Linked DNA regions of Mus musculus: all the other regions are linked to region 1. Evidence: chromatin contacts called from public ChIA-PET, Hi-C and HiChIP or PLAC-seq data. All regions are on one chromosome and are shown on one strand. Each heading gives the region's core, a stretch centred on a gene start, on an enhancer-like site or on the middle of the called end of the contact. The rest is flanking DNA. Distances are from core to core; before and after follow the strand shown. Region 1 holds the start of Sik1 (salt inducible kinase 1). Region 2 overlaps Gm30729 (a long non-coding RNA gene). Region 3 holds the start of Cbs (cystathionine beta-synthase). Region 4 overlaps Rrp1b (ribosomal RNA processing 1 homolog B (S. cerevisiae)). Region 5 overlaps Hsf2bp (heat shock transcription factor 2 binding protein).

What was found. A called contact is a pair of places that touch in the nucleus more often than the background predicts. ChIA-PET counts read pairs in DNA pulled down with a chosen protein or histone mark. HiChIP or PLAC-seq counts read pairs in DNA pulled down with a chosen protein or histone mark.
Region 2: a FOXA1 HiChIP or PLAC-seq map of pancreatic cancer cells shows a contact between it and region 1. The contact joins the enhancer-like site here to the promoter of Sik1 in region 1. A contact is called at or near these places in 1 of 39 promoter capture datasets (cranial neural crest), 3 of 484 Hi-C or Micro-C datasets (differentiating embryonic stem cells and liver) and 2 of 115 datasets of contacts at active chromatin or transcription factors (embryonic stem cells and pancreatic cancer cells).
Region 3: a contact with region 1 is called in a Hi-C map of liver, with 2.2 times the contacts expected there. The contact joins the promoter of Cbs here to the promoter of Sik1 in region 1. A contact is called at or near these places in 1 of 484 Hi-C or Micro-C datasets (liver), 5 of 115 datasets of contacts at active chromatin or transcription factors (bone marrow-derived macrophages, embryonic stem cells, forebrain and 2 more) and 3 of 9 other capture datasets (adipose tissue, liver and pancreatic islet).
Region 4: a contact with region 1 is called in an RNA polymerase II ChIA-PET map of memory CD8 T cells, with 137 read pairs. The contact joins the enhancer-like site here to the promoter of Sik1 in region 1. A contact is called at or near these places in 1 of 15 datasets of contacts at CTCF or cohesin (CD8 T cells), 1 of 484 Hi-C or Micro-C datasets (bone marrow-derived macrophages), 13 of 115 datasets of contacts at active chromatin or transcription factors (CD8 T cells, bone marrow-derived macrophages, effector CD8 T cells and 6 more) and 4 of 9 other capture datasets (adipose tissue, embryonic stem cells, liver and 1 more).
Region 5: a contact with region 1 is called in an HNF4G HiChIP or PLAC-seq map of pancreatic cancer cells. The contact joins the enhancer-like site here to the promoter of Sik1 in region 1. A contact is called at or near these places in 8 of 39 promoter capture datasets (the C10 cell line, the SN4741 cell line, cranial neural crest and 5 more), 3 of 15 datasets of contacts at CTCF or cohesin (CD8 T cells, the NIH/3T3 cell line and large pre-B cells), 32 of 484 Hi-C or Micro-C datasets (B cells, the G1E-ER4 cell line, bone marrow-derived macrophages and 18 more), 25 of 115 datasets of contacts at active chromatin or transcription factors (the HPC-7 cell line, the SCID.adh cell line, astrocytes and 19 more) and 1 of 9 other capture datasets (adipose tissue).

Annotation. Positions count from the first base shown.
Region 1 is chr17:31,852,016-31,858,104 of GRCm38.p6, forward strand. It overlaps Sik1 (salt inducible kinase 1), which reads right to left and starts at 3,789. Exons shown (of 14, transcript NM_010831.3): 1 at 3,657-3,789; 2 at 2,879-3,049; 3 at 2,193-2,309. The coding sequence starts at 3,034.
Region 2 is chr17:32,106,368-32,112,456 of GRCm38.p6, forward strand. It overlaps Gm30729 (a long non-coding RNA gene), which reads right to left. Exons shown (of 3, transcript XR_385541.3): 2 at 4,734-4,911; 3 at 3,764-3,817. Among named protein-coding and RNA genes, the nearest start is that of Gm30729, 3.6 kb to the right of the region's middle. Within about 2 kb of position 2,169, at least 40 of the 459 cell types and tissues checked have an H3K27ac peak or open chromatin away from gene starts, as enhancers often do. A contact at or near this core is called in pancreatic cancer cells, where this site is marked.
Region 3 is chr17:31,633,878-31,639,966 of GRCm38.p6, forward strand. Cbs (cystathionine beta-synthase) reads right to left here and starts at 3,328. Exons shown (of 17, transcript NM_144855.3): 1 at 3,206-3,328.
Region 4 is chr17:32,051,148-32,057,236 of GRCm38.p6, forward strand. It overlaps Rrp1b (ribosomal RNA processing 1 homolog B (S. cerevisiae)), which reads left to right. Exons shown (of 16, transcript NM_028244.2): 7 at 1-63; 8 at 536-702; 9 at 1,592-1,680; 10 at 2,710-2,807; 11 at 3,958-3,977; 12 at 4,764-4,850; 13 at 5,409-6,089. Among named protein-coding and RNA genes, the nearest start is that of Rrp1b, 18 kb to the left of the region's middle. Within about 2 kb of position 2,729, at least 55 of the 459 cell types and tissues checked have an H3K27ac peak or open chromatin away from gene starts, as enhancers often do. A contact at or near this core is called in CD8 T cells, effector CD8 T cells, memory CD8 T cells and 1 more, where this site is marked.
Region 5 is chr17:32,000,695-32,006,783 of GRCm38.p6, forward strand. All of the region lies in intron 6 of Hsf2bp (heat shock transcription factor 2 binding protein), which reads right to left. Among named protein-coding and RNA genes, the nearest start is that of Hsf2bp, 31 kb to the right of the region's middle. Within about 2 kb of position 2,752, at least 21 of the 459 cell types and tissues checked have an H3K27ac peak or open chromatin away from gene starts, as enhancers often do. A contact at or near this core is called in embryonic fibroblasts, pancreatic cancer cells and trophoblast stem cells, where this site is marked.

The sequences.
Region 1 (6,089 bases), core at 2,539-5,038:
GGCCTTAAGAACACCTTAAGAGCAAGACATTAAAGCCTTGCCAGGTAAGCTACAGGGGATTGCTCTTTGTACAGTGCAGCGCCTGGCATGTGTCAACAGAAATGGTCAATGTCAACATACACCTTCAGAGTTCATTTATTGATCGGCAACTTTGTTACTTTAAAAAAAAAATTAAACCATAACTAAGCAACAAAGATTCAGGGTTTTGGGTTTTTTTTTTTTTTTTTTTTTGGTTCTGAAACAAATCAAAATTACACTTATGCATACGCATAGGTTAAATATTCCAGGGGAGCCAGGTATGGTGGCATACACCAGTAATCCCAGCACTCTGGAGGCAGAGGCAAAATTACCGGAAGTTCAAGGCCAGCCTGGTCTACATAGCAAGTCCTAGCCCAGTCAGTCTACGTAGTGAAACTGTCCCAATACAACAAATAAAGGAAGAAAACATCTCAGGGAGAGAAAGAGACTGTATTGCAATAGAAAGAAAGATTTCTTTGGGTTTAAGACATGCTGTTATTCCTTTAGAAGATACTTTAAAGACGCTTTTTGAGTCATAAATTTTACTAAGAAATGTGTTATTAAAAACCGTAGCAATTCAGCTAAAATTTCAGCCATTGTCCCCCTCCCCACAGTGCAGCAGAAGACCTCTGCTTAGGCCTTTTCTACACAGAAGAAAGGGAGAAGGAAAACAAACTTAGCGTCTATATCTTTTAACGTTTCAAGACCCAAAATAAACCAACTGTGTTGATATACATCTGTCATCAGAGACTACAGCAGGAGACTGCCCCAAGTCTAAGGCCATCAGGACACAGAGAGCACCAGGGCCAGCTAGAGCAGCTAGCTACATTGCAAGACCCTATCTCAACAGCCGCAACCAGACAAACACTCCCCACCCCCACCCAAAGGAGAGAACGGGATGCCTCAGCAGGACTCTGGGGTCAGAGGTCAGGTGAATGAATGCTAGACACCAGTATCAAGACCAGAGTACCAGTTGGCTTCAGCAGCCCACTCAATCGTGAAAGCTGAGTCACTGAAGACAGGAGCTAAAATATCCACTCTGACATCCATCGCCCGGGTAACATTTCCTCAGTGGTAAGAGCCTACCTAACCCGGTGGGCAAGTGGAAGGCAGGAAGAGGGTGCTAAGACAGCATAGACTGGCGTCCACAAACAGACAGGAGCATAGGAGTCTACCCTTCCCAGCCCCCTCTCTCAAGCACTGGCCCCGGAGGAAACCTGTCTTCGAGTACAACTTAGAGATGAAGATTGAAATAATGGACAACCCCTGAGTGCACAGCCCTAGGCTCTGTGCTTAAGAGATTCCGAGGGAGCCGTCACCACAGGCCAAACACAAACTCCGGAGACTTGTCTGCCTTTGTTCTGAGAAGGACTGGCCAGGGTAATTTTAAATTACAGTTCTTTCCCCTCCTGAACCATAAACACAGCTTTTCCAACTGTCCCTTGGAGTCACCTCAGGCTCATGAGGATCCTGAGAGTCACTGACAGGACTTACACACCAACACAAGCAGATACAACAATAACAACACCACGAGGGCTGGCTCCTCTATACATTGAGCTATTTCACGGCAGCAGAAGTGGCCAGTTATCACAAGGCAGATTGAGGAAGACCGTCAGGAAACAAAAGACAGAAACGGGTGCGGCATGTCCTCAGCCCAGCTTAAATGGCAAGTTCATAGGGCTGAAGTATCTCCCTTGCTTCCCCCAGCACTCCGGGCTACACTCGGGAGACGAGGGCTACTGCACCCCAAGACACTTTAAGGAGACCTGGGAAAGAACAGCTGCTTTTTAAACGTTTAGCAATCCTCTGCAAAGGCGGAAGTTTCCAGTTTCGCTCAAGTTTGTCCTTCACTCAAGCCTGACCGTACATACATATGGCTATCCTCACAGTGACAGGACTTCAACAACGGACTTCAACATGTGCAAAACTGGAACACATTACAATACTAGATAAAATTGGAACGAGGCAAAAATCAAGTAGAACCCAGAGCAAGAGACTAACAGTCAATAAAGCTGCAGAGCCCAGTGAAGGTCAACCTAGTTACTTTGTACTCTGTGTTCAGTTCCCACACAGCCTTAGAAACGCTGACTACCTTCAGGGACCCAAGAAGGCTCAGGGTGTGACATGTGGAAGGATGGATGTGCTCACGGTGCGGCGAGGGTCCTTCGGCTCACCTGATAAAGCTTGATGATATTTGGGTGGTTCAAAAGTTTCATGAGCTGGACCTCCCGGTAGATCTTCTCCAGATTGCTAGAATCTAACCGTGTCTTGTCAATTATTTTTATTGCAACCTACAGATTTTAAAAAGAAAAAAAGGGGGGGAAAAACTTCAAGTAACCTCATTACTTCATTTGTACTTTTTTTTTGGACAAATGAATTTCTCAAACATTTGATGTCTTCAAGAGGTCACAAGAAGTTGGGGGAAAAAATTAAAAGAAGCCACTAACATTTTTTAAAGGGATAGAAGTTAAATTAAAGCCTCTGTATTTTTCAGCTAGCTTTATTACAAGGAGCTGCTCACTTCTGTTGTGTTCCCCCCTCTCTATTTCTCTCTCTCTCTCCCTCTCTCTCTCTCTCTCTCTCTCTCTCTCTCTCTCTCTCTCTCTCTCTCTCTCTCTCTCTCTCGGAAGGGGGCGGTTGCTGGTCATTATTATCTTTGCTCTTCCCTAGTAATTGTACAAATTATGTAGAAGCATAATACAAAGCTTTTTTCCCCCTTTACCAGACTAAACAATGTCATCGTTTACAATTGTGACAATCAACTCCACAGGACTGAATCAGCACAGGGGGCCACCCCCTGGCTGGATCCACCCCCTGGTTTAGTCCCCCCCCCACACACACACACAACACGCGCGCGCACCTGCGTTTTGGTGACTCGGTGCCGCGCCAGCTTAACCACTGCAAAATTGCCTTTGCCCAGGGTCCGTTCCACGTCGTAAAAGCCCACCCGGAGGGGCTTCTGCTGGCCCTGGCCAGTGCCTGAGGGGACCGCACTGAACTCCGACATGATCACCATGGCTTCGGGCCGCACCTGCGGGTCAGCGAGGAGTGCGCTCAGCACCGACCGACTCCGGCTCGGTCCCGATCCCATTCCCCGCCAAACCCGGCCACTGAAACTGTGTCCGCCAGGCCACCACGCGTGCGTCCTCAACCCTCTGTTCCTCCAGCCCCAGGCTCCTAGTGTGGCCCCGACCCAGGTTCGCAGCTCACACCCCCACTCGCTCATTCCTTGATACAGTATCTCCTCGGCTAAAGTCCCCACGCACACACTCCTCTATCCCGAACCCCCAGCCTGCGCCCCCACGCGCGCGCCCCCTCGATCCCAGGTTCCCTCAGTGCGAGCCCCCACGCACGCGCCCCCCGACCTCCGGTCCCGGCCGGGCGCGCGCGCCAGCAGTCCACCCGCAGTCGACCCCAAGCCAGCTCCTGGACACCCTACGGTCCCGGGTTTTCACCGCGCTCCCGTCCACCAGTGCCAACGCTCGGCTCCTCAGGACAGGCTCCACAACCGGGCGCTCGCAGACCCGCCTCCGGGCGCCGACCCGCAACAATAGGGAGCCCGCCGGGCTGGAGTCCTGCCCGCGACCCCAGGCGCGCACCTGCGGGTTTCGGAGACCCGAACCCGCGCCATTGCTCACCTCCGCCGCCCTCCGTGAGCCCGACCCGGGATGCCACCCGCTCGGCTGCTAGCTCTGCTCCGGTGCCCGCCGTTCGCGCCGCCGCCGCCAACGCTGCCGCCACCGCCCGGGCCTCGCCGCATGTCAGCGCCCCGCCGCCGCCGGCCGCACGCGGCAACGCCCCGCCCCGCCCCGGCCCCGCCCCGCACAAGCCCCGCCTCGCCCCGCCCCCCGCGGCAGGCACAGCCCATTGACGTCGTTTTGACGCCAGAGCGACGCGCGGCCCGGTGCCTGCCGAGGGGGAGCGGAGATCGGGCGGTTGCCAAGAGACTGGAGGCTCTGACGCGCGCGCTGGTGAGGCCGTCGCCATGGCGACCGCGGGCGGTGACGTCAGGGGCCCGGCTCAGCAACCGCCCGAGACTGCTGGCGCCCCCTGCCGGGCATGGGCGACACTGCTGTAGCCCACCCCCCCACCCCACCCCCGCCCCCGACTAGGAGACCGAGCCTGCTTTAGGACCACTTCCAGGGGCTTCATGGTGGGTACGGTGCCCTTTGGGTGCTCAGTGCTCGCTTCGGACTCAGCAGGGTGGAATAGAGCTGCGGGATTTTCGGCGTGGGACTCTGGGGCTGATGGCCCTAGACTGATCAGTCTGCTATGCTGGGCACTCGATGTGCCGCCAGCAGTGGCTGCCCCTTGACCCTCACTTCATCCCTGAGAGGGCCGGCCAGCTGCAAGAATGCCTGGCTCTAGGAAAGTGTTGGTTAGTTGAACGCCACTTACTTTTGTTATAGAAAGAGAGAGGGGGGGGGGGAGGAGAGAGGAGAGAGAGAAAACCTCTAAATATTCAGCAAGTTGGAAAGTTAAAGCAGGAAAACGCGACTCATTTTCCCAAAGCCTCCTGCTTCAAGGGCCGCCTGGTCCAGCAGTGGTGTCCTGGGACAGCTGAATAGGACGCGTGCTTTAGACACGGGCTGCAAAAGGACCCAGCCACTACTCAGGGCTGATAGGTGGGGCCCTTGGAGGACTGGGCACTTTGCCCATTTTCTTGCTGTCTGCCAATTGGCCCACCCTGTCTGTCCCCAAGCTGCTTCCAGACAACAGATAGGACACAGGGCGGCTGGGACCTTGGAACTGACCCTGAGAGTGCCTGCCGGAAGCAGGGCCCATTAAAGGGGAGACGGAGTGTGGAGAGAGTGGAAATGGCATGTGTGTGACTCCTTCTGTTTGTGTTCCCTCACACCTCATCAGAAAGTAAGATGTGTTCTTAAGGGCAGACGAGAAAGGGGACAGACGATTCTCCAAAGGCTAGGAAGGTGGCGGTTTGGAGCTAAACTTCTGTGTCTCTCTTCCTCGTGGCTTCCTGTGTGAGAGAAAAACTAGCACCGGGTGGATTGATTAATCACAATTGATTCAGAATTCATCAGAATTCATTCCTCAACGGAGGAAGACTTCCTGGGTAGAGGCGGGTGGTAGGCTGGCCTGAGATAGGGCTCGCAGGGGCCAGCCATGTACTACTGCTACTGTACATTACTCCCACAAGGATCGTACCAGTTGCAGCCCTGCCTTTCCCGGTCCGTGTGTTTTGAAGGACATTCAAGGACAGTAGCCATCTCAGGGCCCCTTAGTCTTCCAACATGCTCCCCCTGGTTTGTCCCAGGTTCATAAATCAAGGTTTGGGGCAGTTATTTAGTCTCTCCTATCTGAACAGCTTACTGCTGTTCCCCTCACCCCTGGGCGTCCTAACATCTCTCCCTGTTCCCAGGAGAGCTGCACAGAGGGTAGGAAACCCCTTGTTCTTACCTCATGGGCCCCCATCCTTTCCCAGCCTGTCCACCCACTGGCCTCGGTCTAGCCAGAGCCTTCCCAAAAGGTCTGAGGTGTTCTTCGCAAGCATGTCATCAGTGTGAGGTTCCAAAGGACAAATGGCTGAGGTGCCTATTAACCTGTCAGGGCTGACACTTGCGTTAGTATGTCTCAGCATCTAAAGTGCCTGGCTCCTCTCAGCCGCCTTATTCTTATGTAAGCTAACCATTTTGGCCATGGACTGACTCTCTTGGTTCTTCTTTGGTCTCTTTCTCTCTCTTCCCCTGCCCCCTCTCGGTCTTTGTCATCTTGGTCTTCTTTGTCTCCCTCTCTCTTCTTTATCCTCTTGCTCCCCATTTGTCTCTCTCCTCTCATGGTCCAGTCTATTGTTCTGACCATGTTCCATCTGGACCCTTCCAGAGGCCTCTGGTGGTTCTCTCCCTCATGACTACAATAAAAACAAAAACAAAAAAATTCCCCTCAACCATACCTCAGTCATGTCCTCAAGGCAACACAAAAAGCTTGGGGCCCAGACCTAGTGGAGGATGCTGTCCGGAGGCAAACCCGGATCCAGGCAAGTGTCTGGCCCCTCCTGAGCATCTGCTTCCAATAGCTGTCCTGTGCCAGCAGTGACCATATCTGTTCCTCCC
Region 2 (6,089 bases), core at 919-3,418, 250 kb after region 1:
TAGCCTGGGCTACCTGTCAAGCTGCAGGCCAGACAAGGGCTGTAGAGAGAAACTCTGTCTAATACAAACAAGCAAAAATGTAATGAAATCATATCCCCTAAACTCCAGGACCTTGCATGTCAGATTCAATAAAAACAGACACAGGGTGGGAGCTAACTTAGAAGAATTCCAAAGCTTCAGGAATGGCTGCCCTCCAGATTCATTCCAGCCTCTAGGAGGACAGCGTTCCTTCATACCCAGAAGGCTGTTGCAGAGGCCTGCAAAGGCTAAAGGAAGCCCAAAGTCTCCTGCTGTAGACGCCAGCCCTTCACTGGAGCTGGAGGGGTCTGATGTGAGCCCCAACAGCTGGGGTGGCCTGACAAACCCAGTTGTGTCTGTAACAAACCCAGTTGACTCTTGAATTTGGAAACCTACCAGGGGTCACAGGCATCTCGTAACCCCTCAGGGATGCAGGTGGAAGGTCCTGGGGAGGAGACAACACAGCCCCATCACTAATGCTGTGCCCTGCACAGCATCTGAGGCTTCCTCCCTTCTCCCTCCACCTCCTCTGTTCAGCAGGTCCTTCCTCTCTCTGATGCATGAGTTAGACCCCCCAAACATCTCTCTCATGAGGTCTGTTCCACAGGCTGCTGGGCACAGGACCCTGGCAGGATGAAGGCAGGACATCCTCATGGACAGAGGACAGAATGAGACAGGACAGAAACTCTGAATGTCACTTACTTGGCTGTGCCCTGGATGGATGCCAGGGAAGGAATGAGGGAGTTCTTAGGCAAGGAGGTCTTGCACTTCAGAACTAAAACTAGGAATGCCGGGGAGGTCAGAGGACAATTTGTGGGAGTTGATTCTCTCCTTCCACCAAGTAGGTCACGGGGATTGAACTCGGGTCATCAGGCTTAGCTGCAAGCATCTTTATCCACAGAGGCACCCTCCTGGACTCATTTTATGAGTCAGTATCTCCCTATGTAGCCAATGCAGATCTCTAATTAATGATTCTCCTGCCTCAGCTTCATGAGTGCTGGGATTATAGGTGTGTGTTTGAATGACCAGAAAATTCTTTTTCTCCTTATTCCTCTTCCTCCTCCTAATGTTGTTGTTGTTGTTCTTCTTCTTCTTCTTCTTCCTCTTCCTCTTCCTCCTCTTCTTCCTCTCCTCCTCCTCCTCTTTCTTCCTTTAAGACATAGTCTCACTGTGTATCCCTAGCAAGCTTAGAACTCAATAAGTAGACGTGGCTGAACTTGAACCCACAAAGCTCTGCCTGCCTTTGCCTCCTATGTACTGGGATTAAAGATATGACTGGCAAATGCACGTGCCTGTTGAGGTGACTTGGACACTGCAGCAGTCACCTATGTGCCTGTTTCAGCAATGTCAGCCTTGTAGGAAGTGGGACACAGCCGACTGGCTTGTGGGGAGCAATAGTACTTTGAACAGGGGGTGGTAAATGGTAAGACTGAAGAGGGCATGAGGCTGAGACAAAGAATTTGAACTTGGCCAATCAAGTCTCAAGAGAGCCACCCCACAAACACACCTGAATCCCGTCCCATCTCAGGCTCTGCTTTGCAGTTGTGTCTCAGCAGATCTCAGCACATAATAACTTAAGACAAAGTCAACTCGTGTGACTGCCTTAGGGAGCAAATTGCATTCTGGGAAGTCAGATGAGTGACAGGCCACTGCCTTCCCAAAGTTATCACGGCCACTGTGCTGTGGTGTAATCAATACTGCCCACCCTCTGGAAGGTACAGCTTAAGCAGGAAGTGACTCTGGTCACTTCTGGTTGAATACCTCTTCAGCTTTTGTTCCTGGGACCCAACATAGAAATAACAACAGGATTTAAAGACTGACGGACCCAGGCAATGAGTAACTCCAGGAAGATCTGAAGCAATTTTTAGCCTGGGTGCAGAAAGGCAGCGAGTCCCAAGAAGAAAAGGTGCGTTCTGAGCCTGGGAAGAAAGCCAGCGCTGTGTCCATCAAGACGCAGGTGGTCCAGCCCCTGCTTGGTCCTCCCTCCTGCAGAAGTCAGGGACCCAGTGTGATCTACCTCCTCAGTGAACCTTGTCCCTGTGGAGAAGTGGGTACAACTGACTGCTGGGGCAGTCTCCCCCAACCCCAGCAACTAGACACAGAGAGTGAGGCCAGCTTTCCTACCTCAGCCTGGCTCCCTTCCTACAGCTGCCTGCATCCCTATCTGCTGTCCATGGACTAGTGGCTTCTGTGTGGCCAGGAAAGACTGACTTAGTGGTGGAGAGTCTCTGGATGGGTTACTATGGAAACAGACCCATGGTTTACAAGACCCTCTGTAGAATCCAAAATAAATTCAAGACCACCCAGCCCCTTCCCCCTTTCCAAACTAGTGGCCAAAAAGGCCAGACTAAGCCTGCAGCTGCCACAAAAAGATTAGCAGTTCCCAGAAATATTCCCCTACCCCACCCCACACTGAATTCTGAGAAAAACCACAAACCGCCCTGACCTTGTCACTAGAATTCCCCTTGACCATGACGTTAATAGCTGTGATGTTAATAGCTGTGACGTTAATAGCTGACCAATAAGTTCAAAATGTACTGCTGCTTTGCTGATAACCCACCATAAGGGCAGGCAGAGTGAGTCACTAGGCCAAAGGTAGTCACCCAGTGCAAACCAACCAATGCCTGAAAGGGTTACTTGCTACACCAATGAGAATAAGCCAGCTAGTCCTGTTGCCTAAATCTGCCCCTTACAAGGTATAAAAAGTGTGTTCTTTTTTAACTCAGAGTCTCTCCTCTTGTCTGCGTGCTTAGGAGGGTCCCCAACGTGTTGGATCAATTAAAAAAAAAAAAAAACCTCTTGCAGTTTGCAATGATGGCGATCTCTGTGGTCTTTGTGAGTGAGGGTCTTTTGGCAGACTCCAACAGCACAAGTCCCTCTTGAGAGCAGGGACCACATGTAGGGGTTCAGGACATCTAATAGGCTGTCCTGCCTAACAGGAGGGGAGGTCAGAGGCCCAGGCTACCTTTTCCTCTTCTCTCCTTCCTCTCTTTGGTCCTTTATCTTTTCTCTCATCTCCTTCCTCTTCCCTCTTCTCTTTTTCTCTTTTTTTTCTGAAACAGGTCTCACCCTGTAGGACAGACTAGGCTGGAATCCATGGTAATCCTGCCTCAGCTCCTGAGTCCAGAGGCCACCAGGGAACCTATCCCGGACTCTAGCTCCTGCGTGCTCCCACCTGCATGTCTCCACAGCCTTCCTGACTGGGCTCTACCTGGCCAGCCCTCTGTCCTCTGCTGCCTGGGCCTTTATGCCTGTTACCTCTGCAAACCTTGCCTCAGAGTTCCCTCTGTCCCTATCCCAGCTTGTCTCTGGATAACATCCTTTCACCTTTGGGTGTAGAGCAGCCTTGGCCTTTATCACAGCTGTGAGCCATGAGCAGGCTGGTTTCCTGTGACACACGACTGGGATGCAAGCACATGTGACTTTCTGAGACTGTGGCAGAACGGCTGTGCATCACCTAGACTTTATATATGGATTACACGTTGAAATGATAACTTTTTGGTATTTCACAATGTCTTTCCAGTGTCTCTTGGTGCCTGTCACTGGGCACTTGGCAGGAGTCAGATGTGTTTGCTCCAGGATAGCCCAATGAGGCCTTCTGTACTCACCTTCTACAAGAGGGGCTGTAGCTGTCATGTCACCATGCCTGCTGGTCAAAAGCCTGGTGGCAGCTGGTTTTGTGCCTGCAAGGTGTCCTGCCCAATCCCGAGGAGTCTCCAGTGAACTCAGGAAGACACAGCCGAGCTTCTGGACTTTCGAGGGTTCAGAGGACACAAGTCCAGTCACTTTCTCCCTGCAACTTTGAGGTTTTTGGTTTGTTTGTTTTTGAACCAGTTCTTCTGATGTAGCCTAGGCTAGCCTGAACTTGAGATCTTGCAGTCTTAGCCTCTCTAGTGTTAGAACCACAGACTCAGCTGCACTGGGCTTTTAAACTAAACTTTGGCTTGGCTCAGGTTTCATTTACAGAGACACAGTATGTAGTTCGGAATGGAGAACATAGCAAAATTCCCTCCAGTGCTCTGTCTACTTGCTATGCTATGCCCCCCTCTCCCCCATGGTTGCAACCTGAGACTATTGTGACCTCTCAGGTCCTAGGTAATACCCTCATCTTCAGAGAGGTCAGGTGACAGTTTGTCCTTGATCAGCTGCTGGGCATGTTGGGAATGGTGCTTTGTTGGGATCTGCTGTGTCCCCACAGTGCCTGCTTGGCTCTGTGCCCTACCTGGGTGAGGACAGGCTTCTGGGTGTGTGTACTTGGCGAACATGCTGGCCTTGTTACTCAGAGCTGCTCTGAACTGCTAGGGCTGCCTCTCCAGTTGCAGGGATTCACATCCTGATACTGTCAGCGTGTGTGTGTGTGTGTGTGTGTGTGTGTGTGTGTGTGTTACTTAGAGCTAAAATAAAGGTCTTTTCTAGGCTAGCTTCCTGAGAGAGCCAGGAGGCTAATAATGAAAAAGTCATGGTAAACAGCCCATCAGTGAGGCACTTGCCACAGAAAGGTCATAGCTCCCCTGCTCCCAGCAAAGCCGGACTACCCCAGGGCTGCCAGAGTCCACCAAGGGGCTATAATGTCCGTTAGACTTATGGAAAGGTCCTGTCTAGGTTTCACAGTCAGTGACTATTGTCGCCAAACATTGGAGGGCAAGGCAGGGATCTGGGTTTGAAGCCTGTTTGAATTATACAGGGAAATCCTGCCACAAACCAACCCCACTCACCAGAGAATGCGCTAAGACAAAGCAGGAACTACTTCCTGGCTGAAGAGAGCTGCACTGGGGCTGAAGGGGAAATGCTAGGTGGTCTGTGGTCTCCTGGAGTCACACTGGTCTCCTCCAGTCCATGTCACTCTAGAGAAGGCTCAGCAGAGAGTGGCAAAAAGTCTGCGGCTGCTCCGTGCTGAATGAGCAGATAGAGAAAAGGAAAGGACAGAAATCCTGAGTGGGGCACTTACTTGCAGAGGCCTTGTGCCAGGGAGCTCTGTCCACATTCAGTTCCTAAATCCAAGTCCTCAGATGACCCACAGAGGAGGCAAGCCTATGCAGGAGAACTGAGGCTCAGCTCTGGGCGCCACGCACTGCCTGTCTGAAGGTGTCCTGCAGAATCTCAGAGCTGCGTATAGATGCCCAACAGTTCCCTGGGCTAGGGGACAGAAGGACACATGAACTCTGAGCCACATTTAATTTTATTCACAGTGACAATGGCAACCATTCAAGAGCTGGCCTTTAGAGTGTCTTGTTAACTCTCCCTTGACCCAGTATGCCAAGCAAAACACAACTGAATCACTAAGATGTCAAAGGTTTAAAAAAATCTCGTTATCCGGGGAGCAAGTAATTGATTCAGGTGAGAGCACTTGGCACAATACTAGGATTTGTGGGTTCCTGGAACCTACACGGTGGAAGGAGATAACCAACTCCTGCAAGTTGTCCTCTGACCTCCGCATGGGCACTGTGACGTGTGTGCACCCCTCCCACATGAATTAAATACAAATATAAATTAAAAACTTTTTTTTTGCTCTGGCACGGTGGTACACCCTTTTAGTTCCAGTACTCGGGGTGCAAAGTGGTAGATCTCTGTGATTCTGAGACCAACCCAGAGTACAAAGCAAGTTCCAGACTAGCCAGGGCTACATAGTAAGTCCTTGCTTAAACGAACAAACAAAAGAACAGAATTTATTTATTTATTTGTTTGTTTATTTATTTATTTATTTATTTATTGGGTTTTTATTTTTTGAGACAGGGTTTGTCTGTATAGCCCTGGCTGTCCTGGAACTCACTCTCTAGACCAGGCTGACCTTGAACTCAGAAATCCACCTGCCTCTGCCTTCCAAATGCTGGGATTAAAGTCGTGAGCCACCACTGCCTGGATAGAACAAAATTTGTAATCCCAGCAGTGAGGAATTAGAAACAGGTGGACCCCTGGGACTCATAGCCAGGAAACCTAGACAAACTAAGAGAGAACTTCCGGGTCCCAGAAGGGCATCTAAATAAATGAATACATAAAATGAATCCAAGGCAGGGTCAAGTGTGCTGGCATACACCTTTAATCCTGGCACTCAAGCTAGGCCTCTGAGTTCA
Region 3 (6,089 bases), core at 2,078-4,577, 220 kb before region 1:
CTGTAGAGATGGCTCAGCAATCGAAAGTGCTCGCTTTACAATCATGAGCACTGGAGATCTGTACTCAGACATACACACAGATAAATCAACCTTTTTTTTAAGGGATGGACAGAGTGTTCAATGAAAGGAGCCAATCATACCTGAGATGTCATTTATACAAAGTGCACAGAATAATCAACTGTCCTATGTTTTCACATCCGTGAGGGACCCAGAACAGGTAAGCCAATAGGAATACAGTGAGAGGACACTGAAGAAAGGCAGGAGAGATGGTTGTGTTTTATCAAAAAAGAAGCCAGAGATATGTTTGGTAGAGGCACGGTATGATGTGGGGGAAGAGGGTGCCTCTGCGAGCCCATGCTGAGGCATCCCTTCCCCCTGAGGGACCAGCCACATGATGGTATAGTATAGAATAGAGTTTATTTAGGGTATAGGGAGGGGACTTGAGGGGGTAGTAAAGACAAAGAAGGGAGGGGAGAAAGTAGAGGAGTAGAGGCCAGCCATGAGCACATGGGGGGGGGGAAGGGGAAGGAGGGGGTAGAGAGGGAAGAGAAGAGCAAGAGAAAGGAGGGGCCCCAGCAGCTCCTTTTATAGTGAGTCAGGCACACCTGGCTGTTGTCAGGTAAGGTGGGGTGGAGCCTAGATAAAATGCCAACAGAGACAGTAATTGTTGAATGCACAGGGACTTTGGAGATGATGAAAAAACATGAGTCTGGGGGCTGGTGAGATGGCTCAGCAGGTAAGAACACCAACTGCTCTTCCGAAGGTCCTGAGTTGAAATCCCAGCAACCACATGGTGGCTCACAACTATCCTTAACGAGATCTGACTCCTCTTCTGGAGTGTCTGAAGACAGCTACAGTGTACTTACATATAATAAATAAATAAATAAATAAATAAATAAATAAATAAATAAATCTTTAAAAAATATGAGTCTGGTCCTATTTTTCATTCTGTAGTTGTGATTAAAACAACAATAACAACAACAACAAACATACTGACCAAAAGCAACTGCGGGGAGAAAGGATTTATTTCAATTACAGTTCCAGGAAGTGAGGGAAGGAACTGTAGCTCAGGAAGGCAGCTGGTCACATTGTTTCCACAGTTAACACCAAGAGAAAGAAAGGAACCCATGCTGCCTCCTCTGTCTAGCCTTCCCCGAGCTTACACTGTTCAGGACTCCCTGCCTAGAGAAGAGTGCAGCCCACAGGACTGGCTACTTCCGCATCAATTAATGAGCAAGTCAATTTTCTACAGACATGGCCCCCGGGCCAATGAGATCTAGGCAGTCTGTCTGTTGAGACCCCTTCTCGGATGATTCTAACCTGTGTCGAAGTGACATTTAACACAAGCCAAAGCCTTGTATAGACAACAGAAGTTGCACAATTCTGTGGACAAAGTGGAAAGGCACCCCCTCCATGTTGGCCATTTTTGCACATCAGACTAAATTGCAGATTAAAGTTATTTAGCGGTTGGATGTGTAGCTTGGTGGGAGGAGATATGGCAGTTGTCAAGTGCCAGGCCCAGTGCCAAGAAAAAAATGTGTGTGCACACAACATGTACACATTTTCTTGTTATTCCATGAAGAATGAGGCATCACAGCTTGAAAAAAATTTTATTTTAAAGCTGGGTGTCATTGTGCATACCTTTAATCCCAGCCTAGGAGGCAGAGGCAGGTGACTCTTTATGAGTTCAAGGCCAGCTTAGTCTACCTAGTAAGTTCCAGGACAGCCAGGGCTATGTAGAGATCCTGTCTCAAACAACCAACCAACCAATAAATAAATACATCTTTTAGATTTACTAATATGTATGGGGATGTTTTGCTTGCATGTATGTATGTGCACCGCGTGTGTGTGCCTGCTGCTCTTGGAGGCTAGAAGAGAGAGTCAGATCCCCTGGAAATGTAGGTACAGATGATTGTGAGCCACTAGTGGCTTCTGCAAGAACTCCAAGGGCTCTTAACCACTGAGCCATCTCTCCATATCCCCAAACTTCTGTTTGCCTAACATGAACAACTAGGTGTTCTAAGTATTCTAGATGTGATCTAGCACTCTAAAATGACGTCAGGAGCCTACCTGGCACTGGCCCATCTTATTCATTCCCTTGGTGGGGGAGGAGCAACTAACATCAAAACGCATGCGCCCAGGCGGTGGCCTAGACAGGTGCTTCTCTCCTTAGGTTCAAGAGCCCTCTCTAAACCGGGAGAGGTGGCGCACGCCTTAATCTCAGCACTCGCACTCCGGAGGCAGAGGCAGGTGGATTTCTGAGTTCGAGGCGAGGCCAGCCTGGTCTACAAAGTGAGTGCCAGGGCTATTCAGAGAAACCCTGTCTCGAAAAACAAGCAAGCAAGCAAACAAGCAAACAAACAAACAAAAGAGCCCTCTAAAAAGTCCTCTTGCTAGGCGACCCGGGCTGTAGAACTCTCCAAAACCCATGGCAGGCGCAGTTCTCCCAGTGCCATCACTTAAGCGTCCTCGTGGAACGGGAAGCCATAGAACAACCCGAACCCAAACTTGGCGAATGTGGCCCAGGGTATCCTGCTTCCCTCCCTACTCACACGGAGAGGCCGCTCTTCCAGTGGGGTTTTCCTAGGACTATGACGCTCCCGCACAGACCGCCTGGCCACTCGATCAGTGTGTGGCAGTGACGTGGGAAACTCTCCGCAGGTGTACAGCCCTAGGTCTCGCGCCCTCCCCCGCCCCAACTGGGTCCCGCACAAGGAGGAGAACCCGCTCTCCCACGACTCCGCCACCCCGCACGACACTACTTCAATATTTACCCTCACCCCGGCACCAGTGCCCCAAAGAACAATTTGCGAAACAGCGGTCTCCATCCAAAACTGGGGAAATCGATGACCCAGTTTTGTCTCTAGCGCGTCACCCTAGAACCCGGCTCCACGTTCAGAGACTAGCAGTCGTGGGACCTGAGGCCACGTGGGTGCTCAGCATAGGGCTGCGGGGAGGTCGATACTAGCGGGAAGAGGGCAATGGACGCAGGTGGCATCGAGGTGGAGGGACAAGTCAGGACGCCCCGGTGGGAGCACGGGGACCTTAGCGAGCTGCGCGTCAGGCACCGGGCTCACGAGCTGCGCGTCCAGGTACAGAGGAAGCCAAGTCCGTGCCCAGGGATGGGGAGTGCCCGCGGGCTACCGAACCGCAGCGAGGATCTCGCTGTGTGCGCGGCGTGGGAGTCAGTGCGGCCGGAGCTCACCTAGACTCGGACGCGGGAAAACGGCTCGGCCTGTGCTAGGATGGAGAGCACGCTCGGACAGGATCCCAGCTCAGATCCCAGGGAAGGGTGGCGGGTCTAGAACCAACCCAGCCACACACAACAGGCTTCGGCGATTGGCCCGGCGCCGGGGGGCGGAGGGCCGACACCCGCCAATCCTGGGCCGCAGAACGGCCTCCCACTCACCCCGCCCCCCCACACCCCTTCCCCTCTCCACCCCCACTCTGGCTCCGCCAAGCTCGGCTGGACGCCGGGCCTCCACAGCGGGGTGTCTGCTTGCTCTGGGAGTTGTGCTCAAAAGCTCGAAAGGAGAAGTTCTGCCGTCTAACACGTGTTTGTCGTGAGGCACACGACACGGAGGGGCCCCAGGTCTGTGCCCAAAGGTCTGTACCTTGCGGCACAGCCTGGCTAAGTGTCAGGGAACCTCGTTTCCCAGGACCCGATCCTCTCGAGGACGTGGAGCTTCCTAGCTTGGCAGGCTCGAGTCACACATCACTATTCTGAACGGCAGGACCTGACGCTCAAAGAGCCCAGAGTTCTTCCAAGCAACTGGCCTGAGAGGCCTGGGTCAGTGGTGTCACTGGAAGGGCGCCCCCAATATCGATATCTGTAGGAGGTTAAAAATGGGCGTGACGTATGACGTGATGGTGCCTGCAATCCCAGCATTTGGACTCGAGAGAAGTGAATCTCAAGTTTGAGTGCGAGGCCAACCTGGGCTACATAAAGAGACCTGGAAGCGGGGAGGGGGGAGGTGTCTCTCTCCATCTCTCCGGCCCTGAGTTTAGCTTGGTGAAATATGGTGAGCTCCAACTTCTGATCTTCCTGCCACCTCAGACCTGGGACTGCAGATCTGGGTCACCATACACAGCCGAATGTAGCATTTGATTAGAAGGGCCACATCTTGTTCCAGTGAGAAATCTTCTGGGCTGGAAAGTGTACGCCCTAGGGCAAGAGCCAGGGTCTGAGAAACCTGCTGCCAAGCTGGAAGGAGAGCCTGTTTGTTAGGGAGCCAGTTACTATGCTGAGTTGTTTTGCTTCCCAGTGTATCTTATTTTGTCATACCAAGGGCAAGAACACTAACAGCAATTCCCAGGGATCCTTCTCTCAAGATCCCAAATGTCTGGCCAGGTCTTAGGAGATATGATAAACGTACATTAGTGGTGGAAGTGACTTAAAGCCACGGTTACGGTGCCCTTAAGAGAAGACGAGAATTTGAATGGAGAAACAACCCTATGAAGATGCAGGCAGGCATTGGAGTTACTGTAGACACACAAGCTGCCAGGACTGCTTGGCCCTGGCTGGCTGCCACCTCCAACAAAGAAGAGGAGGACTAAAGAAATGACACCCCACCCCCAGCCCCGGTCTCCAGCATCCTGGAAACACACACACACACACACACACACACACACACACACACACACACACGTTTGCAATTCTGTCCCATACAAGTATTTCCATTTTAAATCAAGTTTCTGAGAAGTTTCTTTTTTCTTTTCTTTTCTTTTCTTTTTTTTTTTTTTTTTTTTTTTTTGGGTTTTTGAGACAGGGTTTCTCTGTGTAGCCCTGGCTGTCCTGGAACTCACTCTGTAGACCAGGCTGGCCTCGAACTCAGAAATCTACCTGTCTCTGCCTCCCGAGTGCTGGGATTAAAGGCGTGCGCCACCATGCCCGGCTCTTCGTTTTATTTAAAATTGAAATTTTTGAACTCATTTCAGACAGCTTGAAAAATGGCAGGAAGAGTGTTTGGTTTCGAACCCAGGACAAGGGACTGAAGTGCCTATTTTACAAACCAAAGCAGACCTGGCTTCCAGGTTCTCCCAGCATCCCTCAGTCCCTACCTGGCCCGAAACCCTGAACTCTCCAGACCAGAGGATAGCTGCTCTTCCCTCAGAGGCTCCTCCATATACAATGCAGACATTTTGGTCTCCCTCTATCCCTCTTCTTCACCTTTCTCTCTCTGTGTGTACCGCTCCCTCCTTTCTTTCTCTCTCCCTCCCCTCCCTCCCTTTCCCCATGGTAACTTCCTTGGCTTTGGTCCTTGGGGTCAGTGAACTCACCTACCCGAGAGCAGCTTCACAATAAACCTGCCTTTACTATAATCTAATCAGATTTAATTCGGCTCATTTCATCGAAGAGATAACCTATCAAAGAGTAGAAAGAAGCATGCCTTTAATCCCAGCACTCGGGAGGCAGAGGCAGGTGGATCTCTGAGTTCGAGGCCAGCCTGGTCTACAAAGTGAGTTCCAGGACAGCCAGGGCTATACAGAGAAACCCTGTCTTGAAAAACCAAAAAAAAAAAAAATGCCATCTGAGACAGGTGAGACACGGTCCTAGTTTGCTCTCCATTGCTGTGATAAACGCCATGACCAAAGTGACTTGGGGAAGACTAGGTTTCTAATGCTTACTAACATGTTAACAGCCATTTTGGGGTGGGGGGAACTCAGGACAGAAACTCAGGTGGAGACAGGGAAAACTTCCCACAGGCCTGCCCACAGGCCAGTTTGATGGAGGTATTTTCTCATCTGGGCTTCCATCTCAGATGACTCTAGATTGTGTCAAAATTGATGAAAATCCTAGCCCTCCCAGTCAGCCTTTCCCCTCAATACTTGAGGAGTTCCTCAAACCAGGACTGCTTTCCATACACACAATGCACCCGTCAAGTCAGGAACTTAACCAGGTCACTGTGCTCCGGTGGCCTGCCATTACACAGAGTTTGCCAGCATCCCCAATGCTGCCCTCTGCCAAGTCCCTGGGGTTGTGCGCCCCCTCCCCCCCTTTTAAAAAAAATCTGGAAGAGTTCCAAGGTTACTCTGTCTCTGAAGAACAGGAACATTTTGGAAGTGCCCATGATGGTTTGCAGAATACC
Region 4 (6,089 bases), core at 1,479-3,978, 200 kb after region 1:
CTTAGCGGACCAGAACCTCAAGTTAATCGATCCATTCTGCAGAATTGCTGCCAAGACTAAGGAGTAAGTGGCTCTGGCCCGTGCGTTCTCACTGCTTCCTTGGTGCCCTTGGGTGGGGTTCTGTCACGCAGTACAGTACCAAGCAGTCGTCTAGTGTAAGGAGCACCCATTCCTAACACCCCTCACAGGCCTGAGGCCAGGCCAGCCCAGGCTACACAAGATCTTGCTCAGACAAAAGAAGGCATAGGTTCTGGCCCATCAGCAGCACCTGGTTGCCAATCCAGGACCCTCTCCCACACCAGACTCCCACCTTCTGTCTGTCTGTCCTGTGGCATGCCGTGATCCCTTGAATCTTGAGTGGACCTGCTTCAGGGGTATCTGAGTCCCAGTTAACAGTTGGTGGGCACACTAGGCCCCAGGCAGGCACGTGCATATGCACACACTTACCGGAGTTGTTCTTCGTTGTATTCCTGTCTGCACAGGCTCCAGGCCAAGTGTTTTCATCCTGTTCTCTCCGATGTGTTTCTGCCCTCAGCCACACGCTGGTACAGACTGTAGCGAGGGGTGTTTTTGAAGTCATTGTAGATCAGTCTGCCTGTGTACCTCAAGAGTCTGTGGAGGAGCGGAAAACCAAAGAGGATGGCAGTGGCTTCCCTACGAAGGCGTTGGCCTGTAGGAAGGCAGTCAGTGGGAAGAAGGCTGGTGAGAGGCTTCCTCTTATACTCTTTCCTTTCTGTTGGGTCGATTGGCTGCCTGGGTTTTCCTCATTTCTATATACCAGTTTTGTCTGTGTGCACGAACGCGTGTGCTCGCGCACACTTTCATGTGGAGGCCAGATGTCAGCACTGGGAGTCACTGTTCAGCTTTCACCCACCCCTATTTTGAGGTGAGGTTCCTCATTGCCCTGGAAGATGCCTAATTAGGCTGGACTGGCTGGCTGGTGAGTCCCAGGGATACGCCTGTTGCTGCCTTCCCTGTGCTGAGCCCAGAAGCCTGTACTGCCATGCCCAGGAGTTTTTTATGTGAATTCTGAAGGTTGAATCCGGGCCCCTTGTACTTGCCTGATGAAGCCTGCTGGCTCCTCTGTTCTTGGTTTTTAAGTCTTCATCAAGCACTTTGTTGACATCTCACTGCATATAGACCTCCCAAAAAATAAATCAGGGTACATAAAAGACACATGTGGACAGTTGGTCCCAACACCACTCACACTAGGCCAAGTTCTTTCTGTCCCTCCTAGCCCATTCACCTCCTTTGTGAGACGTTTGGCCTGTGCCTGTGAGAACTGCCGTGCAGTCAGGAGCACTTGTTCCCTTGGCTCCCCTCCAGCACACAGCTTCCTTCCTGCAGGCTTGAGTCCTTTTGTGGGGGTAGGGTTGTTCAGTATGGGGTTGGTCCTAGGGGCAAAACCTGGAGCTTCGCATATAAAATAAAGACCAGGATTTTTAGGAGACCAGTTTCAAGTATCTCCCCAGGCAGCAGTCACTGGTGTTCTCCCTGGTAATGGGGATTGAACCCAGAGCCTGGAGGGACTGAGCCACATCCATTCTTGAATGTCAAGACTGTGTCTTTGTCTTTGGATGTGTTTTGGCAGCACTAGACGAATGCCTCAGAGACGGAGTCATTGGCAGCAGAGAAAGAGACATCTGTGCAGCCTTGAAAGATTCAGGGTCACCTCTCCAGGTGGGAGCAGCTTTTGCTTTTAATAGAATGTGGGTTGACCTGGGATGGCTTGGCTAGAGAATTAGAGTCAGAGCTCATTAAGCCATAAGGCTTAAATTGTAAAGTCCTTTATAATCCCTTCTGTAATTAATGTCACCATTCTTAGAATGAGCTTGTTGGAGACACAGTTGAAAGGGTTTTAGGCTGGTGTGGTGTTGTTCACATGGATCCTCAGCACATAGGAGGGTCTCAAGTTCAAGAACAGCCTGGGTTACCTAGTACACTCCTATTTCAAAAAAACAAAAACAAAATGAAGCCAAGCATGGTGGTACACACACTCAATCCCAGCATTCGGGAGGCAGAGGTTGACAGGTCTCTGAGTTCAGACACGCCTGGGCTATGCAGAAAGATCCTATCAAAAATAATCAATGAACAGTTAAGTGGGTTTTGAAAGATCCCGAACCTCATTTTGTAAGCACTGTTGCCTGTTCTTCTGCATGTAACAGCACCAGCCTTTATGGGGGCCTTGGGGGGTGGGGTTGTTTTTAAGCAGATCTTGCTGTATATAGTCTAGGTGGAGTGGGGCTCACAGCGGTCCTTCTGCCCCTCCGAGTACTGGGAATACACCAGTGCACCACCATGCCAGGCTTCTAGTTTTGAGTTTTGGTTGGTTGGTTGGTTGGTTGGTTGGTTGGTTGGTTGGTTGGTTACCGGGTCTTTCCTTTATGTAGCCCTGGCTACTCAATAACTGCCATGTAAACCAGGCTGGCCTTGAACTCACAAAGATCCACCTACCTCTATTCCCCAACTGCTGGGATTAAAGGTCTGTGCCACTCCACACATGCGTACACAATTGTGCTTTGAAAACGTAAAGACAGTTATAGAGATTGAGACCCCAGGATGAGCATACAAGCAGGCTCCTCAGGCAGTTCTTCTCTGTGCATGAGAGCCCAGTTTGGAGAAGACTGCTCCCAACAGCAGCTAGAAGGTGACTCTCAGACAGGCCAGGCTGTCTCACCACTGCTTGGGTTTCCTGTCTCTTTGTGGTAGTTTGACTATAAGGCTGTTGCTGATCGACTCCTGGAAATAGCCAACTCAAAAAGCACCCCGCCTTTCAACAGGAAGCGACTCTGCAGACTAGTCAGAAAGTAAGTAGCAAGTGAGATCCTGTGGCCACACCAGCACTCTCCCACGTTTCTTTCCTTCTCTTAAAGATGTATTTACTGTTAGATGTGTCAGTGTGTGTCTGTGTATGTGTGCTCTTGCAGCGGCCCGAACAAAGTGGTGCTCTGGAACTAGAGTTACAGGCAGTTGTGAGGCATCCAGTGTGGGTACCAGGAACCAAACTCAGGTCCTCTGGAACTTCTGAGCCATCTTTCCAGCCCCCGCTGCCTTTTTCTTTATCTTTTATCACTTTATTCATAACCACATGGCAGTAACTGATCTGAGCTCGATCCTTTAATATTATGAATGCCTTTAGAAAGGAGGTAGGGACTCGACCCAATGAATAAAGAATGAAGGTTAGAGTTTAGATCCTCAGTACGAATGGAAGTGGCTGGCAGGTGTGGAGTCTCATGTCTAATCCCAGCACCCATGAAGTTCCAGGCATCAAGGCAGCTCACTTGGTTGGGAGGCAGAGATGGGACTCCTAGAGCAAGATAACTAGACTAGCCAAATTGATAAATTCTGAGTTCAAATGAGAGACCCAGGGGAGAGTGGCTGAGGAAGATACCTGGTATCAACCTCTGACTCTACATGCACGTGTGCTCACCTGCAAATGTGTGGACACACCAAAAATGGCTCTTAAAGAATTCCCCAGTAGATGGCATCCATAAGTTCTCGTGCTTTATAGCTGGACCTCCAAAGGCATGCCAGGGGCTTCAGTGTGGGTACTAGGGCTGACCTGCCTGCCCCAGCGACCCATCCCAGCCCTATGTACATCCCTCATAGCCTCAGCTTTGGTTATTTGGTCTGATGCATAAAGAGAACCCTAGTGGGCAAACCTCCCCTGAACATAGCAGAGCGTTAAGTTGTCTGCCTTCAGAAACAAGCGAGACAGACATGGGATCTCTTGGTATTGTGTGCCACTGTGTCCTATGCAGAGCTGGTGGAATGGAAAGCACCTTTGTCCTAGGCTTCTTCCTTCCTGACTCACCGCATCCCTAGGTGGGGCTGTCCCCTAGCCTCCCTGTGGAGGAGAGAGTGAGCACTGAGTATCCGGATTCCCGTTTTATGTTCAAAACCTGAGCTGTGAACTCTGAACTTCCATGTGCTTTTTTGTTTTTTGTTTTTTTACAGGTTCCAGGACCTCTGTGAAGGTAAGAAGAGTTGTTCTCACCCAGTACACACCCCACCAAGGGCAGCCCGGCCAAATCCAAGACTTCGGGTCATAGGGAAATTAATCCGTGGGTGGCCACCCTCATTGCGTTCACCTAAGCAAGTACCCTGGGAAATGCCTCCATGCAAGACCCTTTGCACATACTTTCCATCCATCCGGTGCCTGCAGTGTGTGGGTAACACCCATGTGGTATTTATTTGAAATTTTATTGGTGCTTTCTACAGTTAAGGTTTTAATGGGGAAGGAAAGGCAGAGAGGTGACTCCATGGTCAAGAGCACTGGCCGCTCTTCTAGAGGACCAGGTTCAGTTCTAGAACCCACATGGTAGCTCACAACTGTCTAAACCTCCAGATCTAGGAGATCTAGTCAGTGCCCACATCTGGCCTCTGTGGACCCCATGATACACAACATAGAGGCCGGCAAAACTGGGCTAGGAAGATTAAAATCCTTTGTCAAAAAGAAAATCCAGGTGTCTCATTTTCCTTTAGGACGCATGGTTAAAGCTTGGTTAAACCTGAGCGGACCAGTGAGCCAGCTCTCTTGATCCTTGTGCCCTGACTAGATGGCTCCCAGAGCAGTAGGAATGTAAAGCAGTCTAGATGGAGAATGCCACCAGTCACTGTCCAGTGTGTGTTCTGGGTTGGGACAGTGGCAGGTAGTGCAGGTGATGGAGCTAAGTCAGGCTCAGCAGTCTTAGCTGGGTGGCTCAGGGCGGGGCCCAGATGCAGGCCTTGGAAGCTGACCCGTGCCCCTTTGGAACCTACAGGCAATGGTGCTCCACTCAGTTCTGCTGAGGACAACGGTCAGAGAAGGCACAAGAGGAAAAGAAAGAAGCTTTTAGAGAGTGAGAAAGGTGAGCTGCACAGTCTCGGAGCTGAAGGAGGTCGCCTTGCTCACACGGGACTGACAGAGAGGAGGTTTGTTCCTTGAGATAGAGCCGTCTCACATAGCCCAGGTTTCCCTGGAACTCATGAGCGAGCGCTGGGGTGCGATGACAGCAGCCCCGCACCACAGATCCTCTGGGTTCTGTCATTTCCTCTGCAGACACTGGTCTCCTGGTTCTCTGGGTTACCGGTGCCTGCCGCCACAGTTAGCTTTCTGTGTGGGTTCCATAGATCCAAACTCGAGTCCTCCTCCTCTGACGGCAAGCACTTTACCTACTAAGCCATCTGCCCAGCCCACCATAGCAGCTCTGTGGTGAGACCCTGTCTCTAGAGGAGTGTGCTGTGATGCTGTGCACCTGTATTCCTGTCACTCGAGAGGAGGGCATCTGGGTCAGGGTTTCTACAGCAGCCTTGGCTGTACGGCAGACTTTAGACCAGTCTGAGCTACCTGAGACCCCAAAACAAAAAAATCCTGGCTGCTGGTGTTCACCAGCAGGGCTTTGCATCATTGGTCTGTATTTTTGTAGGAGACACGGTCTCTCCTGCTGCTGAAGAGGACAGCGGAGGCCACATTCACAAGAAGAAAAGGAAAAAGAGGAAGAGGAGTCACTTCCAGCCTGACACTCAGAACCTGGACGCTGTTGCCGTGCCCAAAGTACCGGATTCGGAGAGTGAGCCTGACACTGCCCAGAGGCAGGCCCCGTGTGGGCAAGCGTGTGTGACTGAGCCTACAGCAGAGGCTGTGTCCAGCATCGGGGAGAACAGCTCCAAGCCTACACCCGTCATGCCCATACACAATAAAAGAAAACGGCCGAGAAAGAAGAAACTGAGGGCCCACAAAGAGATCTGCAAATCCACCACTTTACCTCAGGAGGACATGTCAAAGAATGACGCTGTCAGTGGGCATTCTCAGAGCTCTGCTGCCCACATTTCTTCCTCAGAAGGTGTCCAAGCCCAGAAAAGGAAACGGAAACTGGGAGCTCTCCCTGACAGCAGTAGTGACCTACCTGTACAGAAGTCAGGGACCCCAACAAGCCCAGTGGAGGGGAAGGATGGCCAGACCACCCTGCCCCGGTGTAAGAGGTCACAAAAGAAGACAGCATCCAGCACCCTTGACCCCTGTGATCCGTCCAGTCAAAAACCAGCAATCTCAAAAAAGAAGAAGAAAACTATGAAGCTGATGTCAAACGGTGTGTTGGAGTCCAACC
Region 5 (6,089 bases), core at 1,502-4,001, 150 kb after region 1:
GATTAAGGAAGTGGGATCTTGGAGCAAGATCCTACCCAGCTAAATTTAGATCCAGGCATGGTGTTATACACTTTTAATCCCAGGAGACAGGCATGCCAATCTACAGAGCAAGACCCAGGATAGCCAAGCTTAGGCAGAGAAGGATTTGGAAAACAGAAATCCAGTGACAATGTAATAGTACAAGGGGGTCATGTTCTAATTCCTGCAAGCAGCAGAACTCGGCAGCTTCAGCCATGTGGCTCTGGCTCTAGAATTAAGAATGGAAAGAACTACTGGGACAATTGATGCTGGTTAGCTGGAGCTAAGGAATTAGCAGTGATTAGGAAGAGACCAGCATCACTGAGGTGAAATCTTCTGGGAACTGTTTTCTGGAAGCACAAAGAAGCTGTGTTCCAGAGATAGCCAAGGTTGTACCTCATGCTGCAGCTGGACTTGGTAATGTGTAAGAATCACCCAGGTGGTACTGGTTTTGAAGGCATGAAGGTGTCATGAAGAACAGCTGAGGCTTGGCACTGTGAGAGGTCATGGAAGGCCATTGGAGAAGGTATAGCCTCAGCTGTAGTTGATGGGCCAGGACTAAAGGGGTTGTGCAAGGATTTGAGGCTTGGCACCATGAAGAGAGCCTATGATAGGCTATTGGTGAAGCCTAGTTGGAGTGGAACACCCCAGTGTATTGGAGATGTCAGTATCATGGGATGATCACCAAGAACAGCAGCTATAGTGGAGTGGATCAACCTGAGCTTAGAGTGCTACAGAGGGCAGAGCTGGAGAAGTGATGCCAGCCCTTAGGAGGAGTCCAAAAGATCAAGTGGAATCCCAGACACGGAAACAAGAAGCTGTAACATTGAAATTGCCTTGGAGACTCAAAGATGTTAAAGATGCCAGAGCCATGGGATACATGCTGAGGAAAGCTGCTAACGGAATGGAACCAGCCCAGGAGAAAGCAGTTTGTTGCAGTCAACAAAGATGAAAACGGAGTGGAGATCTGAAGACTGCTTTGACATCAGCCATGGAGATGCAGAGTTTGGACTTGGACTTTGCCCAGCTGGTTTCCTACCTTGCTTTGGGGATTACAGTTAATTAGTTGGATGAATCTCAGAAAAGACCTTGAACTGTGGACTTTTAACATGTTGAGACTGCTATAGACTATGAGAACTTTGAAAGTTGGACTAAATGCATTTTGCATTACGCTATGTTTAAGTATGGCCCCCATAGGCTCATGTTTTTGAACAAGTCTATGAGGGCCAGGGAGTAGAATGTTATGGTTTGTATATTCTTGGACCAGGGAGTGGCACCATTTGGAGGTGTGACCTGGTTGGAATAGGTGTGTCACTGTGGGTGTGGGCTTAAGACTCTCACCCTAGTTGCCTGGAAGTCAGTCTTCCACTAGTAGCCTTTGGATGAAGACATAGAACTCTCAGCTCTACCTGTGCCATGCTTGCCTGGATACTGCCATGCTCCCACCTTGATGATAATGGACGAACCTCTGAACCTGTAAGCCAGCCCCAATTAAATGTTGCTTTTTTTTATAAGACTTGCGTTGGTCATGGTGTCTGTTCACAGCAGTAAAACCCTAACTAAGACACTAAGACAGAAGTCATGGAAAAGGGTAGCTGATAGCTGAGTTTAACGTGCCCCACACCTGTAGGGAAGAGACCCCTGACAGGTGACATGGAATAGGACTCCTGGAAAGACCTGTTCCCAAGTGACCACTTGGTTCTCAGCTGAATGTTCTACCCCAGGTACGGACTGGGTTGCAATCCTGGCAAAGGGAACATCCTCTCCCTGAATGGCACCTAAGTGGCAGATACTGTGTTTCAATGAGATGGGTTTCAGAACAAACTGCATGTTGGTCAGATGAAAGTAGGAGGGAGGACAGGCTCTGCAGGGCCATTTCTAGTCACAAATGGTGAACTGCAGAAACACATCTCAGAGTTTCAGATCCACCTAGTCCTTCTCCATGAAGTTACTGTTTTCTTATCCTCCTCAGTGTTAGCACCTGGGTGGAAATCAGTGGAAGTACTGACCTGGTGGAGCCTCAGGGCCTTCACAGCCAAATTCCTGGAATCTACATGTCATGAAGAGACAGCCCACCTCTGTGATTGGATCATGTCTTTCTCGTTCTCTGGAAGACATATCTTTCAGCCATATGTGGATTGCTTTAAGACCCTTCTCGTGGAAGCTCTTATTGGCTAAAGACAACAAGTCTGGAATAGTCAGAGTGAGGGCTGCTATTTTTATTATCTGTTTGCTTTGAGACAGAATCTTGTATAGCCTATGCTGCCTTGAACTCTATATAACTGAGGGTGACCTTGAACTTCTGTTCTGATTCCCCACCTCTATATCCAGAGTGTGAAGTGCAGGCATGCGCCTCTATGCCTGATTTGTATGGTGACAGGGTAGGCCTCCTATGTGCTAAAAGCAGGTCTTCTACCAACTAGGCCAAAGCCTTAGTGTGTCCAATGAGTGTGTTGCTTCTCCCTCATGCTTTTCAACTGAGTATCACCTTTAAAAGGCTAAAAAATTTCACATGTCTAATATGAAGCAAGAGTTTTGGGTTGCCTGATTCCATCAAGGGTCAAATGGAAATACTAGTGTCACATGACAGCAGGGGAAGAAAAACTCAGGAAGTAACAAACACACTCTTGGGAAGTTCCTGAAACTCAGGAGAGCCTCTCCCCAAGGTTACATCAGCACTGGCAACTGCTGGAGGATCAGCCCGCTGCCTCCAGGTTGTCCAGGGAAGTGAAGACACACAGCTCCTGTGAGTCATCACCCATGCTGGCGTCAGAACTCAGGTATGCAGCTGCCTTTGACTCATCCATGTTTCAGTAAGCAACCCAAAACATTTAGGTTCACTAAGCTAATCAGCGCCCTGTCTGGGGGAGCAGACATTTGTTCACATCTCTCCAAAAAAAGTAACATAACAAAGCCCCTCACATTACATTTTGGCAAAGACTCTAGTTGTATTGTTCCAGTCCTGAGAGCTTGAGAGAGGCTGGATTCAAAATCAATGGAATTATTTGATGGAAGGAACCTGAAGGCATAGCACTCAGGCTGTAACAAGATTTCTGCCCACCATTATCTAGGACTATAGTTAAAGTGAGTGGCAAGTGGAATAGAAGGATGTGATCTGACTCAAACTCAAGGCAAAGAGACAGCTACCTGGGACAGTTGTAGACTTTTAAAATCTCAAAACCAACCCCTAGTGACACATTTCATCAGATGAGGCCACACCTCCTAATCCTTCCCAAACAGTTCCACTAACTAGGGTCACACATTCAAGCACAAGGGGCCATTCTCATTCAAACCACCATAACAACTGAACCATAAAGAAAGTTTTACAGTTAAAAACCAGCTGGGAGAAAGCTGGACCCATCTCTAGCCCTGAGGCACAACTCTGAAAGTGAGTATCCTTTGATGGTAAAGTGATAAGAGCAAAAGCCCCAGGAGAGAAGTGAATCACAGACATGCCAAAAATCTCAGCACAGCATAGCAAAGGCCCTATTTAAGTGGACTCAGACTACTGTCAACAGCAAAGGGACTTCAGTGGAGGAGATAGAAGCTGACTGTGTACAATCCTGGAAGGCTGCTGGGAAGGGAAGTCAATCTGATGGTTCTGCAGCAGGTCCACCATCACTACCACCAACATGTGCTTACTAAGACCCACAAGAATAGAGGCCAAAGAAGGGAAGCAAAGAAGCAGCCCTCACACAATGCTTGCTGGGAAGCTGAAGGAGAGATTAATTGGTCCATGAACACTTATAGAGACCACAGAAGAAAAGAAGGCAATGAATCAACACCCAGAGCCCACACAGACACCAGCACATCACTGTGGAAACAGCTTAGCAGGAAACAGAGAAGGATACAGACAGGTGATTCACAGAGAAGACTTAATGGGATGAGCATGCAAAAAACATGCCACCTCACTGGTATTCCAAGTCAGAGGAGGGACGCAGCTGGGTGAATGGCTGGCCAACTGACTGATGACACATATACTCTCCATAGGAATAAATAACAAAATGCTGACAGGGTGTAGGAGACAGTACAATAGCAGCATCTTACATCTGCATGGGTGCCACTTCTCAAAAATCCCACTTCTGGGGAAACTCCTACAGAAACTAACACACAGCTCCACAAGTAAATATTTACCAAATGTTCATTGTAGCAGTGTATATGTAGAGAAATTAAAAATATTCCAAATGTCCCCTCAAGCAGAGAAAGGTGATCTCAACATTAGGATTCTGCAATTTTTGAGACACGCCCCCCATCCCCCAAGAAACAGATAAGATCCACAGTCAAGTTTTAATGCTATTACAAAGAAAACTACATGTCACATTACAGCATGCATTGTTCATGCACATAGACATGTCAGCATAAAACACTAGTGCAGACTGCTATGTGGCTTACACAGGGTATCACCATGGATCCTCTCTCCACTGAACACAATGCATGGAGCAGCTACTGAGACCATGATTGGTGAGCAGCACATGAGCTGAGGAAATGGAAGCAGAGCATGAAGGACCAAACCACCAGCTCCCATTGGCCTGCACTCAGACTGCACAGAAGGCTCTCTCTGTCTGAGTAGAAGAAAGGGGGATTCTTCTGGTAGCCACAGTAATAGTAGGAGCCTCAGGCAATTCAGATGCTGCAGAAGGGGATGTTTCCCCACCTTGAAGGACCTTGGTAGCTGCAGGCAGTTAAGCAGCAGCCACAGTAATACTCTAGACCACACCAAGCCTCTGCATTCCAGCTGGGGAACACCAGAGCACTAAGAGCACTATGGAGAGTCAGCAGTTCAGGAAGGGACCTCAGAGAGATACTTCTAAATTCCCAGTCTCACCTCATCATACACAGCATAGTCTCTGGGCCGCTAACCAGCCCCTGTGTGGCACCAGAAGACACACAGGGCAGTTCCACTGGCCTGGGAAACAGCAGGTTGAAACATTACAGACATGGGGCTGATACTGAAACAACATGTGACTTGTGGCTCAAATCCAATGCACTGTTGAATCTTCCAAAGGCTTTAAACATGAGGCTTCTGACATATCTCAAATGCCCAGGATGCATCCAAAATTATTCAGCATACAAAGAGAAAAAGAAAATCTCACTTCATGGGAAAATATAAGAGACGCCAAGGCCAAGATGGCACAGAGGCTGGAAGTATCTGCCACAGAGATTTAAGGGGCTCCTGAACTAAGTAAGAGAAACCTGTAATACATAGGCATACAGTCGGAAAAACACACCACAGGAAGAACACTAATAACCCCCAAAGCGTTCTGCCATGGGTCTATATGTTAGCACAGGAATGTTTGCTGTGAAAAGCACTAGATTCCATTTCCAGCACTGTCCCCCCAAAAAGGAAAAAAGACTTCCCGTCCTATTCCCCAAGACTATATATACATCATACTCTGATAAAGTTAAATTACATGGCAAAGGAGGTTCTGCAGATGCAATCACAGTTACTAATCAGCAGGCACTGAGCTGATTAAACAGGTTTATCCAATATGTCTAATCTACACACATGAGCCCACAGAGAGCAGAGCTGTCTCTCTGGCTGGGAACAACAGAACAAGTGTGATACACACTGTGATGGATAATCATGATCAGCTCAACCGGATTTAGAATTAACATGGAAAGGCAACTCTGAGGGTGTTTCCAGAAGGTTTGGAAGGAAGACTCACTCTGAATATAAGCGGTACCACTCTATGGTCTGGGGTCCTGGACTGAATAAGGGGATAGAGTGGGCTGGTGAGATGGTATAACAGGTAAATAGTTCCCACCAAGACTGACTGGCCTAAGCTGGGCAATGCTGGCGCACGCCTTTAATCCCAGCACTTGGGAGGCAGAGGCAGGCAGATTTCTGAGTTCAAGGCCAGCCTGGTCTACAGAGTGAATTTCAGGACAGCCAGGGCTACACAGAGAAACCCTATCTCGAAAAACAAAACAAAATAAAATAAAAAAGACTGACTGGTCTGTGTTGAACTCTTGGAGCCCACATAGCAGAGAGAACTGATGTCCATTAGTCATCCTCTAAGCTCCATGTGCATGCTATACCGCGCACACAAATTCATGAGGAGCACACACGT